Regions from separate parts of the Sus scrofa genome. Here all the other regions are linked to region 1. The links are chromatin contacts, called in public Hi-C and HiChIP or PLAC-seq maps. All regions are on one chromosome and are shown on one strand. Each heading gives the region's core, a stretch centred on a gene start, on an enhancer-like site or on the middle of the called end of the contact. The rest is flanking DNA. Distances are from core to core; before and after follow the strand shown.

Region 1 (4,999 bases), core at 1,467-3,966:
TTGGGGACATGAACCTGATGAGTGAAGTTACAGAAGATGAGACATAAAGACCGAGGAGAACCTTTCTTAAGATTGTTTAGCAGGTGAAGGTTAATTCCCCGAGATATCTACATGATTTATTCCTTTTACTTCTTCCCAGTCTCTCTTCAAATGTCCCCTTGTCAACAAGCCCTTCCTAGAACTCTATATAGAACATGTCCCTTTTTCTCCTAAACGTACTTTTTCATAGAGAACTTATCGCCACATGACCAACTATATAACTGTTTATTTACTGACTGCCTGGCTCCTTCTAAATAAAAGTTAAGGCTCAGGAATTGTTTCATTCGCTGCTATATTCCCATCACCTAGAAGAGCACTTGGCACACATTTGGCACTCAGTAAGTATCTGCTATTGAATAAAAAAATATCAGCACACCAGTAATTAACATAAGAAAAATAATTTAAATGTGCCTATCCTATTTCCCTATAGAACCAGGACAACAATCCAGCAATCTTTTTTTCCTTTCTTTCCCTTTTTTTTTTTTTTTTTTTTTTTTTTGCCAGTCTGAAACAGTCCACTTGCTTTAACTAAAAAAATCAACAACAAAAGGCTGGGCTTTAAAGGGGGCCCCTTTGTAGAGTCAGTCCCTCCCCTCTTTTGTCTGTAACCTTTCTGAGGCAGCACTGGTAACTTGTGATATTGATAGGAAATCCTCCAATTTTCCAAGAATGTGAAATAAGATGACTGAAATGATCACACTGGCAAACCAATAAAAGAAGTGATCATGGAAATTTTGTTCTGGGAATGGATTGCTAGTGGCTTAGAATCTTACTGATTAAAGCTTCCATATGCTTTTAGGCATTAATAGCTATTTAAAGAGGCCATCTTTGGGTTAAAAGAAAAACATGTACATAAATGCTCAAAGTGAAATGAGTTTATGCTTTTAGGTGTACTTGCAATATATTCATAGAGCTAGATCTTAAAAATCTGTCATTTGTAAAAAAAAAAAAAAAAAAAAAAAAAAGGAAAAAAAGAAATTTAGTCAAGCGTATATACTCATTCCTCTTCTAGGAATTTAGAGTGAAACTAGTTATGCAGCATCCTTCTGAGAACTGAGAAAACAGTCACTCAAGTCATTTTCTGTGTTTCTGGTAAAGGCCTGACTGACTATATTAATGGGACTATACTAAGACATTATTACCAGGCATGGCTTTCGCCCTCAAGATTAGAAATTCCAAACTTTGATCCAGCTTTAAAGGCTAGCTTTCTCTAGACATTATCTCCTCTGGAGGCCCTTATCTCCATGTTGTACAAACATCTACTGTTACACTCTACACTGCAATTATTTCTTTGTTTTCTACTCCTAACCGGATTGTATGTCCTAAAAGCCAGACATTTTAACAAGGTCTGAAGAAGTACAAAAAAGGAACTGATGAGATTGGGAGGTCTCCTCCACACAAAAATGAAGTAAGATTTTAAGAGGGGCAGATGAAGGAGCAGGAAGCAGGCAGAGACAGGAAAAAAGGAGGAAGGGACAAGGGAAGTGCTGGAAGTGATGAATACCCTCCCTCAAGTTCTAGGTCTTACACCACCACAGCCTTCCTGCTCCTCTGCACTTCCTTTACCTCTTTGCTTGAAGCTGCTTCAATCACCATTCTTGTCTGCTTTTACTTTGCTATAAATCATCATACATTACCTTTGAAATCTTTCTTCTTCTACTCCCACCCAACCCCACCAGCTGGTTCAACCCCCCGAACTCAGGCTCTAGTAAAGAGTTGCATTTGCAGTAATGACAAAAAGGTAAATCACTTTTAGGTAATGACAGAACGGTAATGATCCCCATTTAGTAATACTAAATTTGTCTACAATTTAATAAATTTTCCTATTAGGTTAAAAGATATTTGGACATAAAATAAATATATTCTATCAATATAAATTATACATGTTCTATTCTCAAACTGAGAAAGTTTTGTTTCTAAACTTAAATAGAAAATTTATCATACAGCACTGTAAATCAACTATACATAAATAAAAAAATAATTTTTTAAAAGAAAAAAATTACTGTAACAGGCTTCAGAAGAATCTAAAACGAGAAGATTTTGGCTTTTTTTTTTTTTGCCACATCCATGATGTGTGGAAGTTCCCAGGGGCAGGGATCAAAGCCACACCCAAGCAGTGACCCAAGCTGCTGCAGTGACAATGCTACATCCTTAATCCACTGCACCACAAGAGAACTCCAACTCCGGCTTTTTTCATAGCTGTAATTTTTTTTTTTTTTTTTTTTTTTGGTCTTTTGTCTTTATAGGGCTGCACCCATGGCATATGGAGGTTCCCAGGCTAGGGGTCTAATTAGAGCTATTGCTGCCAGCCTACACCAGAGCCACAGCAATGTCAGATCCCAACCGTGTCTGCGACCTACACACAGCTCACAGCAACGCCGGATCCTTAACCCACTGAGCGAGGCCAGGGATCGAACCCACAACCTCATGGTTCCTAGTCAGATTTGTTCCCACTGCGCCACGATGGGAACGTCCATAGCTATAAATTTGAGATGGAAAAAGACCCTGAAGAATCACTTCTCATCAGGGCAAACGTGTGCTGCTTTCAAAATGAATAAAATAAATTCAGAACACTGTTCTTCTATTTTAAAATTTCACTGTTCCACACTTTGTTTTAAATGTGAACATAGTTATTTCACTACACTCTCATTCAAATTTTTTTTTTTTTTACATTATCTCATATTCTCAATGTTAAGTACAACTCCAATTATGGCCATCAAAACCTTTAATGAGAGAATACTTTACAGTTGTGAAAATTCCTCCTTGATTAATTTTATAATAAAAAGACATGGTATCTTACTTGTGTTTTGGAAAGGAAAGGTCTTTTGTAGAGGAAAAGCTTTTTTAATGTGTAATCGTCACAGGTTTTTATTTTTTGCTTTTTGCAAACATGTATTACATTAAAAATGCGTGATTTTTAGAATGGATATGAGTAATGTTTAGAATAATATCTCGCACATTTCTCACATCTAAAAATATTAACTGTTCCACACTTTCTTTTTAACTTTTAAAATGTAGGTATAATTTCATATAATAAAATTCTAAAATCTTAAATATTTAGTTTCATCAGTTTGACAGTTTTAAAAGTATAATCTGCTTTAAATTCTTTTTGGAAGCAAGAGCGTATAAATAAATACTTAGTTGATCATTTGTGACTTGATTTGTGACTGTCTGGCAGGGGAAATTGAAAGAGGGTAGGACCAGAAATAAGACAAGATACTATAACCACCACATAGATAAAAGTGACAGGGTTAGTAAAAAGACAGCAGAGAGAATAAAGAAGGGACAAAATAAAACTGATACTATCATCAAGGCTAGAAATAACCAATTCGAAAAAAAAAAACAGAGGAGTTCCTGTCATGGCTTAGCAGAAAACAATCTGACTAGTATCCATGAGGATGCAGTTGGATCTCTGGCCTTGCTCAGTAGGTTAAGGATCTGGCATTGCCATGAGCTGTGGTATAGGTCACAGATGAGGCCAGGGACCAAACTTGCAACCTCATGGTTCCTAGTCAGATTCGTTTCCACTGCACCATGATGGGAACTCCTAAAATATCAGTTTTAAATTAGTTAAGTAACTGAGAAAGAAAAATAAAGTGCTCTTAAATTCACCAAATTTCCTTAATTGATACCTGCAAGGAATAGTTTCAGCTCAAATGGAACCAAGCTAGAAAATAGTAACATTAAACCAAACTATAGTCTTTTCTGAAAAAAATGGTAATTTAGAATAAGAAAAAACATAATCCTTGAGGAAATACTATCTACATTCAACTACCCCTTTCTCACACATACTTCCTTCTAATTTCTTTGGGCTTTAAAAAATGAGTCTACTTTAAACACAGAGAAACCACTCACATGAGCTTTTAAATGAAAACAAAATCTGACCTACATTCCAATATATAATTAATGTCAAATTATTAGGAGGAGTAGGTGAGGGCGGGGGGAATTAAAATCAGGAACCTAAAATTTAGCCAAGTAGTGTAACTTTTATTTTACAAAATTTATTTCAATCAATTTAGGGGAAAATATTTTGTTTAAAAAGATACAATTTCATTCTGTAAAATTAAAACTATGCCAAACATAAACATTTTCAAATTTATTCTTTGGTAAAAGTGGTAATTAAAAAATTAAAAGTGCTATAAAATTTTAATTTAATTTTATGAGAACGAGGAAAGGATGTTAGAAAATTGTTAATCGAAAAGTGAAGAGATCCAGGATTGGAGCCACACACAATCATGGCAATTAAAACAAATTAAATCTTGAGGAGCAACTGTGGAAAACAGAAGCCAAGAGTGCAAAATTTGGTCTCTCAACTCAAATCCTTTTTATAACTAAATTTCTCTCTTTTACAGTCATTAAACAGTTTCTTTTTAATGCTATATTAAGATATCACCAACAATTTCAATTTAGAAGTACACCTACAAATTTCAGTTTTAAAAAAGTCCTATCCTAAACACATACTGATTTTTTTCCTCTCTCAACTACTACCAAAAAGAGAGAAAGAATAAAAAAGAAAGGAAAGAAAAGCAAACTCCCTGAGAAATGGTCAACATTCCAGAATGCGTTTCTGCAAAAAAAGAGTTAATGGGCAGACGGCTCAGCTAAACAGTCAGTGGCCTTTGCAAGCCTCCTAGGTATATTCCCAGCAGACACATTATCAGATTAAAGGAACTGCAAACAAACTGGGCTGAAACCTTTCTTTGTCCAAGCCCAGCCTCTTCTTCCTGTGATGTCATACTACAAATCCAGCAAGCCTTTCTTTTTCTCCTCAGAGAAAGTCCGTCTCACAATACAGCTGGTTACAGAGGAAAAGGCCTCGATTCAGCAAGAGCTAACACGCTGAGGAATCTATTTGGAACCTTTCAAAGACTCCTCTGCCTACCGCCATCTGGCATCCAATGTAGGAATACGGAAAACTTCATTTAAAAGGAGCAAGAAGTAAATGAGACCGAACTGGGAA
Region 2 (4,999 bases), core at 1,875-4,374, 460 kb before region 1:
AGAGGGAGAAATTTTTCCAAATTTGTAATAAAATATGCTCAATATTGTACCATAGAATTTTAAAAATTAAAATGTAATTACTAAATGCACGATAAAATAAAGCCGCTCTCAATTACTCACACAAAGGGGGGAAGTGATGACACAGATGATACCAAAAGATAATTCTACAATCTGTTTTTCTGAATGCATATCATTAATTTGCAAGAAGCAAATTACCCTTATAATTATGTTTGACTGAAGCCAGTGTTAACCAGAAGTTTATTTTTCCGGAACAGTCAATGATTTTTGACAGTTAAGACAAAAGGGAAAAAGGGAATTCATTCAGGAGTATACAGGTGGTTAAAAGCAGCCAGCCTGGGATAAAAAAATTTTCAATTAACCTAAACAAGAAAATTGAGAGATGTTCTACGTAGGGAAAGGAGTAAAATTTAGTAAAATTTACTATTACAGTGCTATAATTCTCATATATGACATTATTCATAAAAATATTTAATAAAATTTTTTCCTGTCAAATCATTGTCCCTTCTTCCCACTAACTGGTATATAAGTAGTGATGGCAAAAATGAAGGAGCTAAAAGCTGAAAGCAAAATTTTAGTTTCTATATTATAAAAGATGTGTTAAAAATCCTTCTCATCACTGCTTTTAAGTCCACCATCTGTCTCAGGGGGCACTTTATCTCATTACTTGAGAAAAATCAATTCAAACAGAAAATATCAAAAAGGCAGAGGACTCAATGCTCTGGACTATTTTTGGATGATTTAAACAAAACTTAGGCGATGGCAAGAATTACAGATTTAGCAAATAAACAAAAACTAAATATTTAGCCAAATACAAGATCACAGCCACAAAACTCAATTAGTTTCTTCCTAACATATGGCTCCAACTCCTGGGTGGCATATGTTTAGCACTAGTGCTGCTAATATCATGGTGATAAAATATTATAGTAACAGTTCAACTTTTGTTATTTCATTCTTATAATACAGAAAAAACAGATCAACTTTGCTTTCAAGAACTAAAAACACAGACCACAAGAAGCAAAATAACTATGCTGCTGTTTTAAAAGTCCACAGTCTACACATACGTGAGGATAATACAGTTAAAAAAAAATTCTGTCAGCCTGGTATTCTTAGTTAATAGATGCTTAGACACAAAGGTGTCCAAAGGAACTTGCATGAAATTTCACAAAAGAAAATCTCGGATTTTCGATTCTTAGCACCCCAGTAACCATTATACCTCCTCCTCCCACACACACACACATACACACACACACACACACACACACACACACAAATCCTCAAGGCTTCTAACGCTAACAGTAAATAAAAGAACGATTAACGACTACATTAATTAAAACCGCCGTCGTTCTGCCCGCGATTTTATGGCTAAATTATGTGTTCATTTTCCTTTACCTAACGCATGACGTCCTTCCACAGCCGTGTCAAAAGTTCAAAGATCCAGGTTGTTAAACAGGGCGAGGACTGCGGCCAGGAGTCCACCCCCGGCTGAACAGGTGGCTAACTCCGCCGGCTGGAGGAACAGCCAGGTACTGGCACCAGCCAAACAAGATCAAACACACAGGGGCGGGTTTCGAGGTTTTAACCCCAACGGGAGCGGGGGAAACTCTTCGGAGGAGCGTTCAAGTTCGGCGGCTGCCGCGCAGCCAAAGCCGAAGCGCGGCGGCCTCTCGGCGATCCTCCCGGGAGGGCTCCGCACTCGACCCCCGCGCCGCCCGCAGCGGCGCAGCTCGCCGCGGGCCGCGGGCCAGGGGGCCAGGGGGGCGGAGGGAGGGCCGAGGGAGGGCCGCCCGCGCCCCTGCGCCGCCTCCTCGGGCTGGTGGCCGGGCCGCAGCCGCGCCCCCGCGAGCGCCTCCCGGCGAGACTCGGACCCGGCAGGTGCCCCACGAGCGGACGAGTCTCGCCCGCGGCCCACTCCCGTCGGCCCAGCGCGCGCCCACAGGACGGGGTGGGCCGGGCCCCTCGACGGGCCCGAGCCCCGCTCGGCGTCCCGGCCGCTCAGATCCAGCCTAACGGTTTCCCAGGTGCCTGCTCCGGGGCGGGACGGAACCCGGACCCGGACCGGAGCCGGGACGGCGTGGTCTCCCCCGCCTTTCCCGAAGGGAGCGCCCGCGCTCTCACCTCCGAGTCCAGCCGCTCTGAGGCGGAGGAAGGCGGCTACCCCGGCGCCTCTTCTTCGGGTTCCTGATCGTTCTCGCTCTACCTCAGCAGCAGAGCCAGCTCTCGGCGCCGCCGCGGCCGCCGGCGCACTGACTGTTGGGGTGGTTTCCCGGCAGTGACGGCGCCGCCTCAGCCCCGCTCTTCGCTCCCTCTCCGCGTAGCTCCCGCTTTCTGTTTCACCCGAGGGACCACGAACGCCGCCGCCGCCATGCTTACTACGGAGCCGGGAGGAGGAGCCCGGAGTCTGCGCGCCGAGTGCGGCTGCGCGAGTCCCGCCGACGGCGCCTCCAGCCGGCCGGGTCCCCCCGGTGCCCGCCTCAGGCCGGCCGCCCCGCGGGTCTCTCCCGGGAGCGCGAGGACGCCGCGGAGCCGCGGGTGCGGGACGACCGCGTACCCCTCACTGCTGCCGCAGCGCCCACCGCGCTCCCGGGGCTCCGGGCTCTCTCCAGAGGCCCGGCAGCGCCCGGGTCGTCGTAGTCTCCGCCGCGGCCAGGCTGGGAGCGACACTGGGGAAATGAGTTAATTGATGTTCTGGGGACCACTCACACAATTCTCAGTCACAATTATAAAAAGCTCACCCTGAGGCGCGCCGGGTCAGCCTCTTTCCGAAAGCACAAAACTTAACGCCGGCAGGTGCTTTTAAAGACACTCCCCCAAGGAACAGGAAGCCAACCGAAGTGGGCTTGGATGTTTTCAATCCCAAACACTTAGAGCCCGAGATCTCCGCAGCCAGAGGAAATGTTTAGAAATTTACTTCAGTTGAAAAAGTGAGGGTTAATTTCTCGGTCTCGTCCCCACTCAAATCGCGCGGAAACCCATTACCTTCGTTTGTACAACAGCCCGAAGATTAACAAGTGAACGCAGCCGAGATTTCCTTGCACCTCCAGCAACTGGGGGCGCTGCAATAATGTCTGAGGGCTGGTCAGGGCTGCTTCCTTTTGCGGTTTCCACTTGGAGGACTTGGGATGGGGATAGGCCTTGGGATCGAGAGTCCAACTTCAGGAACTGTCCCTTCAAAAACAATTGACCGATGTAACCAGGCTCCTTGCTCTGGCTTTATTTCAGTTCATTAATTGCGCTGCCTTTAAAAACAGCAGTGCTTTTATTTTCACCTTTTCACAGAAATCCTTTTAAAATGCGCATATTCCTTATCTTAAGAAATACAATGGTTAATGAAATCCTTTGTTGATGAGTGACGGTCAAACGGTCAAACGCGATACCTTGGCCCTATGTTTAAGTCCCAAGGGATTGCGGAGGTATCGAGATCTTTACTTAGGTAATCTCTTTTTTCTCTTTGGAATGTTCTCATCACCTTTTCTAATATCTGTCGCTGCTTCTCATCTCAATTGCCTCTTGATCCACTCATAACCTTCCTCTCATCCTTTCAACTTTACTGTTTGTTTTTTACTCTTTTCTCCTTTCTTGACTGCTTTTCTCTATGGCTCTGGGTGATAATTGATCAGATGTTTATATCCACAGCCAGCCAATGAGAGATTTCTTTTCTTCCCAAGAGTAAATAGGATGGTGATTCTATATACCAAGTGGTACCTAGAGATATTTTCTTTGCTGTTCACTTTCAAAAGTTCTTTTCCTTGCAGAGGTGTTTCCTTTTCTTAACTTCCAGATCTGGCCCTCTTCCAGACAAAATTCCTGGAAAGCTGATCCCTGAGTAATTGAAGCATAACCATATACTGTTTTAAAATATGAAGATTTATCAGAATGTGGGTGAGTTGGGTGGCTTTTCCATATTGCTGCCCCAGCTCTCTTTGGTTAGAGATTAAGCTATTGGTTTCCAAACTTGACCCTGAGCTGATCATTTTCAAAATTTCTGACTTGGCTGCTTTTAATAAAGATAGAATCTTGCAATCCAGCCCTCAAGATTTTGATTCCTTTGGGGATAAGTAGGACTAAGAAATGGCATTTTTCTAAAAAAATTATATTTTGGGCTTATACATATAAGCACAACAAGAAAAAAACAGCTTTTTTGAAAGAGACTAAGACAATTCAAGAATATCATTGAAGTAGACCTAGATTAGTCAACAATGTGCAATACTGTAAGGTTGAGTCAAGCAAGAACTGGGGAATTTATGTTCTGTGGAGAGAATGAATCACACACATAAATAACCTTCACAAGGGCACCAGTATGAATTCTCTGGGAATCCAAAGAGGGACAAGAATTTACATTGACTTTGAACAAGTCACTTCTCAGAGCTTCATTTTTCTTACCAATAAAATAAGGGTTCTTTTCAATCCTTACTTTTCTTGAGCTCTTGATAATACCCAACACTTTAACCACTTATTTCCTTGAATGATTCTTCTTCCTTTGGCACTATGCCCTCTCAGTACTGCTTCTCTAATTCCCTTGCCGATTCCTTCTCCTCTCTGGCTATTAAATATAGAACTCACAATTCAGTCTAGTTTCTTTTCTGTTTTCATTGTAATCTCTTGGCCTAAACATCATCACCCACCCCAATGGCTTTAGTTATCATCTATATTTTGATGATTTCCATGTATGTGTCTCTAGCCTAGACCCTTACCCTAAATCCCAAATCTGATACCAACAACTTCATAGACATGTTCACTTAAAGTCTCAAAGTTAGAAAGTTAAGTCCAACTTAGTTCATAAACTCTCTTTGTTTTCCTTCCCCCATCTATGCAGCTGTTAAAATCAAACAGGTAGTAGTTATCCCTGATGTCTCCTTCACCCTCATTCACCATATTCATTGCAGCACCAAGTCCTAGCGATTTTGTCTTCACAAATCTCTCAAGTTGGTCCACTTCTTTCCAATAGCCATCAATTTAATTTGGTCTCACTGCATGCAAT
Region 3 (4,999 bases), core at 1,211-3,710, 340 kb after region 1:
AGAGATTAAGCCCTTGTCAGTTGCATTGTTCGAAACTATTTTCTCCAATCCCATAGGTTGTCTTTTTGTTTTTTTTAATGGTTTCCTTTGCTGTGCAGAAGCTTGTCTGTTTGATTAGGTTCCATTGGTTTATTTTTGCTTTTATCTGTTTTCTTTTTTTTAGTGCCTGACTACTGGAAGAGAAATGCTTGAGTTTGATTCTTCACCCACCTTTGATGGAAACTGACTTGGAACATACTTTGGGAACTGGCTAGGGGAAGGAGCTTCAGAACAGAGGCTTGGAGGACATAGTATTTCATGGAGTTCTTGTGGTGCAATGGGTTAAGAATCTGACTACAGTAGCTCACGTCATGTGGAGGCACAGGTTAAACAATCCCTAGCCCTGTGCAGTAGGTTAAAGGATCGAGCGTTGCTGCAGCTGTGGGGTAGATCTCAGTTGCTGCTCAGGTTCAGTGCCTGGCCTGGGAACTTCCATGTGCCGTCAGTGTGGCCATAAAATTAAAAAATGAAAAATAGTGTTTCTTGAGTTATAAGGTACCAGGGCCAATGCCCACTACTGCACTGCTGAATATTCCTTTTTTTTTTTTTTTTTTTTTTTTTCTTTTTGCCATTTTTCTTGGGCCGCTCCCGCGGCATATGGAGGTTCCCAGGCTCGGGGTCGAATCGGAGCTGTAGCCGCCAGCCTATGCCAGAGCCACAGCAACGTGGGATCCAAACCGCATCTGCCACCTACACCACAGCTCATGGCAATGCCAGATCCTTAACCCACTGAGCGAGGCCAGGGATCGAACCCGCAACCTCATGGTTCCTAGTCGGATTCGTCAACCACTGAGCCACCATGGGAACTCCTGAATATTCCATTTTTTGGTTGAAGATGCCATAAATATTTGAAGTTGCTTTTAAGAATCTTTGGGAGGGAGTTCCTGTCATGGTGCAGCAGAAATGAATCCAACTAGGAACCATGAGGTTGCAGGTTTGATCCCTGGCCTTGCTCAGTGGGTTAAGAATCTGGTGTTGTCGTGAGATGATGTGTAGGTGGCAGACGCAGCTCGAATCTGATGTGGTATAGGCTGGCAGTTACCAATTGGACCCCTAGCCTGGGAGCCTCCATATGCCATGGGTGCGGCCCTAAAAAGCAAAGAAAAAAAAAAAAAAGAATCTTCAGGAGACTATGGACAGAAATCATTGAAAATAAGATTTTACCAATTAGAGGCAAAACTATAGATAACTACAGTTTGTTTTCAGTTTCTGATGATTTCAGCACCTCTGTCAACAACAAATCCAATAATAGTTATTGGGACTCACCGTGTTTCAGACAGTATTCTGAGACTGGGGCTAGGTCTTTGAGAAGTTCCAAGAGACTCTGCCCTCATGGAGTTTATATCCTAGTGGAGGAGACAATTAGCAGAGCACACATCAACTGACTTAGGTGAAATGTTAGAAGATGACAAATGCTGTAGGAAAAAATGAAGAGCTGGGTAAAGGTGGCGGAAGGTGGAGGTGAGACGGCAGTTGTAAACAAGGTGGCCAGGGTGGGGGTCCCGAAGAAAGTGCAGTTTGTGTCCCAAGAGCAGATGGCCTTGTGACTTTCTGGGGGGCAACCCATGAAGGCAGGGAGAACAGCAGTGCCAATGCCCTAAGGCAGGAGCGTCCTGGTGCTTGAGAACCAGAATGACTGGAGCCGAATGAATGAAGGGGTGTGACTACAGAAAGGCCAGAGGATGCTGGTGTTGGTAGCACAACAATATGAATATACCTAATTCCAGTGAATTGTACACTTACACACCATTAACACAGTAATTTTATGCTGAATGCATGTGACCACAGAAAAAAAAAATTAAAGAAAATAAGGATTACATTTCCTGTCCTAAAGAGCTCACAGCCTCCCTGAGAGCCCGAACAGAGGGTGGAAATAGCATTATGGGAACGCAGACTAAACAGCGATAAATCCGGTAGGTCCCCGGCCCATTGCTCAAAGACACTGACACAAGATGCAGGCCATTATGTAATTCCCACAAATGCCCTTGAGCAGGAGTTCCCACTGTGGCACAGCCCAACACTATTAGGGGCATCTCTGCAGCACTGGGACGCGGGTTTGATCCCCAGCTGGCACAGTGGGTTAAAGGATCCAGCGATTGGTAGGTCACAAATGTATCTGGGATTTGATCCTTGGCCCAGGAACTCCGTATGCCCGCGAGGCGGCCAAAAAAAAGGAAAAAACAAACAAACAAACTCCACTGAGCAGCTGCTTGAATAAGCTAAGGTGCTGGAAACCTGACCGCGTTGGGCCCCCAGTTCTGGGTTTGGCCCTCGCTCGCGGGTTGGACCCAAGAAGCCCTCACTAGCCCAGCAGATGGCGCCGGCGCCTGCAAGACACCTCCAGGCGCGCAGGGGGCGCTCTGGCCCAGGCTCTCTACCTCGCCTCTGTGACCCTTCCTTCCGCCCGCGGACCGACACTCTTCCTTAGAGCGCAGCTGCGCACGCGCCGGCTGTTAGTGTGTCGGGAGGATGGCGGCGTCTTCGAGCGGCGAGAAGGAGAAGGAGCGGTCGGGCGGCGGCGGTTTGGGAGCGGCGAGCGGCAACAGCACTCGCGAGCGGCTGCTTTCTGCGCTGGAAGACCTAGAGGTCTTGTCCAGGTGAGGCCGTCGCCTGGGGGCCTGGCTGGAGCTGGGCCGGGAGCATTGACTCAGGCTGGTTCCTGGGTCTCGGCGGGGAGGGCCGCACTCCGGGACTGCGGCGCGCGCTTCGGAGGCAGTGCGCGAGGGTCGTGGACGTAGGCCCGCAACCCTCGGGGACTCGCCGGCATTCCCGCCCCACCCCCATAGAGGACATTTTAATACTGCCAGTGACTCTGGAACCCCAGACTCTCAGAATCGTAGGGACCTTAGAGGTCGCCGGGAGAGTCGCTTCGTCCACCGGCCTTCGACAGACATGTAAGGAGCTCCTCCCGCCGGTCCCGCGCTGGGAGACGGTCCTGAGGGAGACTAGATACTGACGTAGACGAGCCCAGTGTCCGGGGTAGACAGACGTGTAAACAGTAACTGTGGCGCGGAGCCTGTTTGGATTGGAGGCTGCTGCAGCAGGGGCGCTAGGCGTCTGTCCCCCTTGTCGTCAGGGCAGGCTCCCTGGAGAAACGAATGCACTCTCTAGAGGAAGTTAATTCAGACTCTTTAGCTTAGAATGTCCAGCAAGGGCATTCATCCTGTTAATCCATCCTGTTGTCGCTGCACTTCTCAGCCCTCCAGTAATATCCTTTATTCCAGCCTCGGTGAACTGCTTCCCAGCTTCCTTTTCTTCAGTGCGTTTCCACTCCACCTCCAACCTGATTCATTTATCCTCCAGAATCCTGTTCAAGTGTCCCTTTTTCTGTAATCAACATTCTAAATCTTACTATATACAGGCACACCTTGTTACACTTTATTGCACTTTGCACATATTGCATTTTTTACAAATTGAAGGTTTGTGACAACCATGTGTCAATCAGGTCTGTTGGTACCATTTTTCCGTCAGCATTATTTTTAAATTAATGCTGTTTTCTTTAATGTATAATTGTTTTTTAGACATAATGCCATGGCACACTTAATAGACTACGGTATAGTGTAAACATAACTTTTATATGCACTGAAAAACCAAAAACTGAGTCACTTTATTGTGGTAGTCACATCATTGCATTGATGTGGAAAACTGAACCTGAAGTATCTCTGAGGTATGTCTGTAATTGTATTATCTGATCTACTAATAATTACATTTTTATCTTTGCTGTGAGTTCAGGCCTTGCCATACATGGCAAGCATTACTTACCAGATTCCTTGGTCAATGTGATACCAAATGATGTTTTAATATACTAAGTAACCTGATGCTAAAAATGTAAAAACACATAGACACCGGAAGTTAAATAGCTTATGTGTTTAATTCACTGTTTAGGCTATTAGATTGAAATACCTTGTAGTGACAAAAAGGACACGTGGAATTTTGGCGTCAGTACAGTGAACAAGGAACTCATGGGCATAAGACAGCAATCTTAATGTTTCCTCTGTGTAAATGTTCACACAGATTAATTCATGTGCTATTTCCTTCATGTTGATTCACTTCCTGGCTTGTGGAGAATTTGTCAGCTTCTTTAGTTAATCCTATCAGATGAATATCAGCATGATTTCTTAGTAAAAAGACCTTGGCGAGACTGAGTTCTCCGAGTATGAGGTTTTCAGTTAAATTATTCAAGTATCCGAGTTCCTGTCGTGACGCAGAGGAAAGGAATCTGACTATGAACCATGAGGTTGCGGGTTCGATCCCTGGCCTCCTCAGTGGGTTAAGGATCTGGTGTTGCCGTGAGCTGTGGTGTAGGTCGAATACATGGCTCAGATCCTGGTTGCTGTGGCTGTGGTGTAGGCCAGCGGCTACAGCTCTGATTCGACCCCTAGCCTGGGAACCTCCACATGCTGCAGGTGTGGCCCTAAAAAAACAAAAAATAAATAAATAGATAGGACCAACTGTCAGATGATGAGTGTAAAATTAGTCAAGTAAAAAATGTTCCTTATAATTTCTTCGTTTTGACCAACTATGTGATGTAGGTGGTAGCAATTAATTTTTCTATGAATATGTTGACTTTGTGAAGAAGTGATACCTCTTTTGGGAAGTAGTGGATGCTGGGTTTTGAGTAGAAATTGAAATTTGAAATATGATAATTTTAAATCTTTGCCTTGGTTTATTCGGTGAACTGTTACTTCTCACCCTTCTAATCTGGAACCCAGTAAATTCATTTCTTTTCTCTGCTTTACTTGCAGAGTAACCGTAGTATATATTTCATATTCACCAAGTTCAGGAACTGTTTCTAAACCTGCCCTTCCAGGATAACGGTCTTTGAGAATGTCTCTTGACACTGAACAACCCTGAAGTCAAATCTTTCCATCTTGCCTCTGGATTGATTGGCTCCTGGGTTGGGTATCTGAGGTGTGTTTACCTGATGCCCTCAGTACCTGGAGGAGTGCATATCCACATT

Evidence for each region. A called contact is a pair of places that touch in the nucleus more often than the background predicts. HiChIP or PLAC-seq counts read pairs in DNA pulled down with a chosen protein or histone mark.
Region 2: a contact with region 1 is called in a Hi-C map of liver, with 4 times the contacts expected there. The contact joins the promoter of FNDC3A here to the promoter of LPAR6 in region 1. A contact is called at or near these places in 1 of 5 promoter capture datasets (liver) and 4 of 47 Hi-C or Micro-C datasets (embryonic fibroblasts, heart right ventricle and liver).
Region 3: an H3K27ac HiChIP or PLAC-seq map of alveolar macrophages shows a contact between it and region 1. The contact joins the promoter of MED4 here to the promoter of LPAR6 in region 1. A contact is called at or near these places in 1 of 5 promoter capture datasets (fetal liver), 1 of 47 Hi-C or Micro-C datasets (embryonic fibroblasts) and 1 of 2 datasets of contacts at active chromatin or transcription factors (alveolar macrophages).

Annotation. Positions count from the first base shown.
Region 1 is chr11:19,213,589-19,218,587 of Sscrofa11.1, forward strand. LPAR6 (lysophosphatidic acid receptor 6) reads left to right here and starts at 2,717. Exons shown (of 1, transcript XM_003482887.4): 1 at 2,717-4,999. All of the region lies in intron 17 of RB1 (RB transcriptional corepressor 1), which reads right to left.
Region 2 is chr11:18,754,618-18,759,616 of Sscrofa11.1, forward strand. FNDC3A (fibronectin type-III domain-containing protein 3A) reads right to left here and starts at 3,125. Exons shown (of 26, transcript XM_021065328.1): 1 at 2,998-3,125.
Region 3 is chr11:19,549,398-19,554,396 of Sscrofa11.1, forward strand. MED4 (mediator of RNA polymerase II transcription subunit 4) reads left to right here and starts at 2,461. Exons shown (of 7, transcript XM_013978727.2): 1 at 2,461-2,636. The coding sequence starts at 2,509. It overlaps LOC110255811 (a long non-coding RNA gene), which reads left to right. Exons shown (of 3, transcript XR_002336671.1): 3 at 164-569.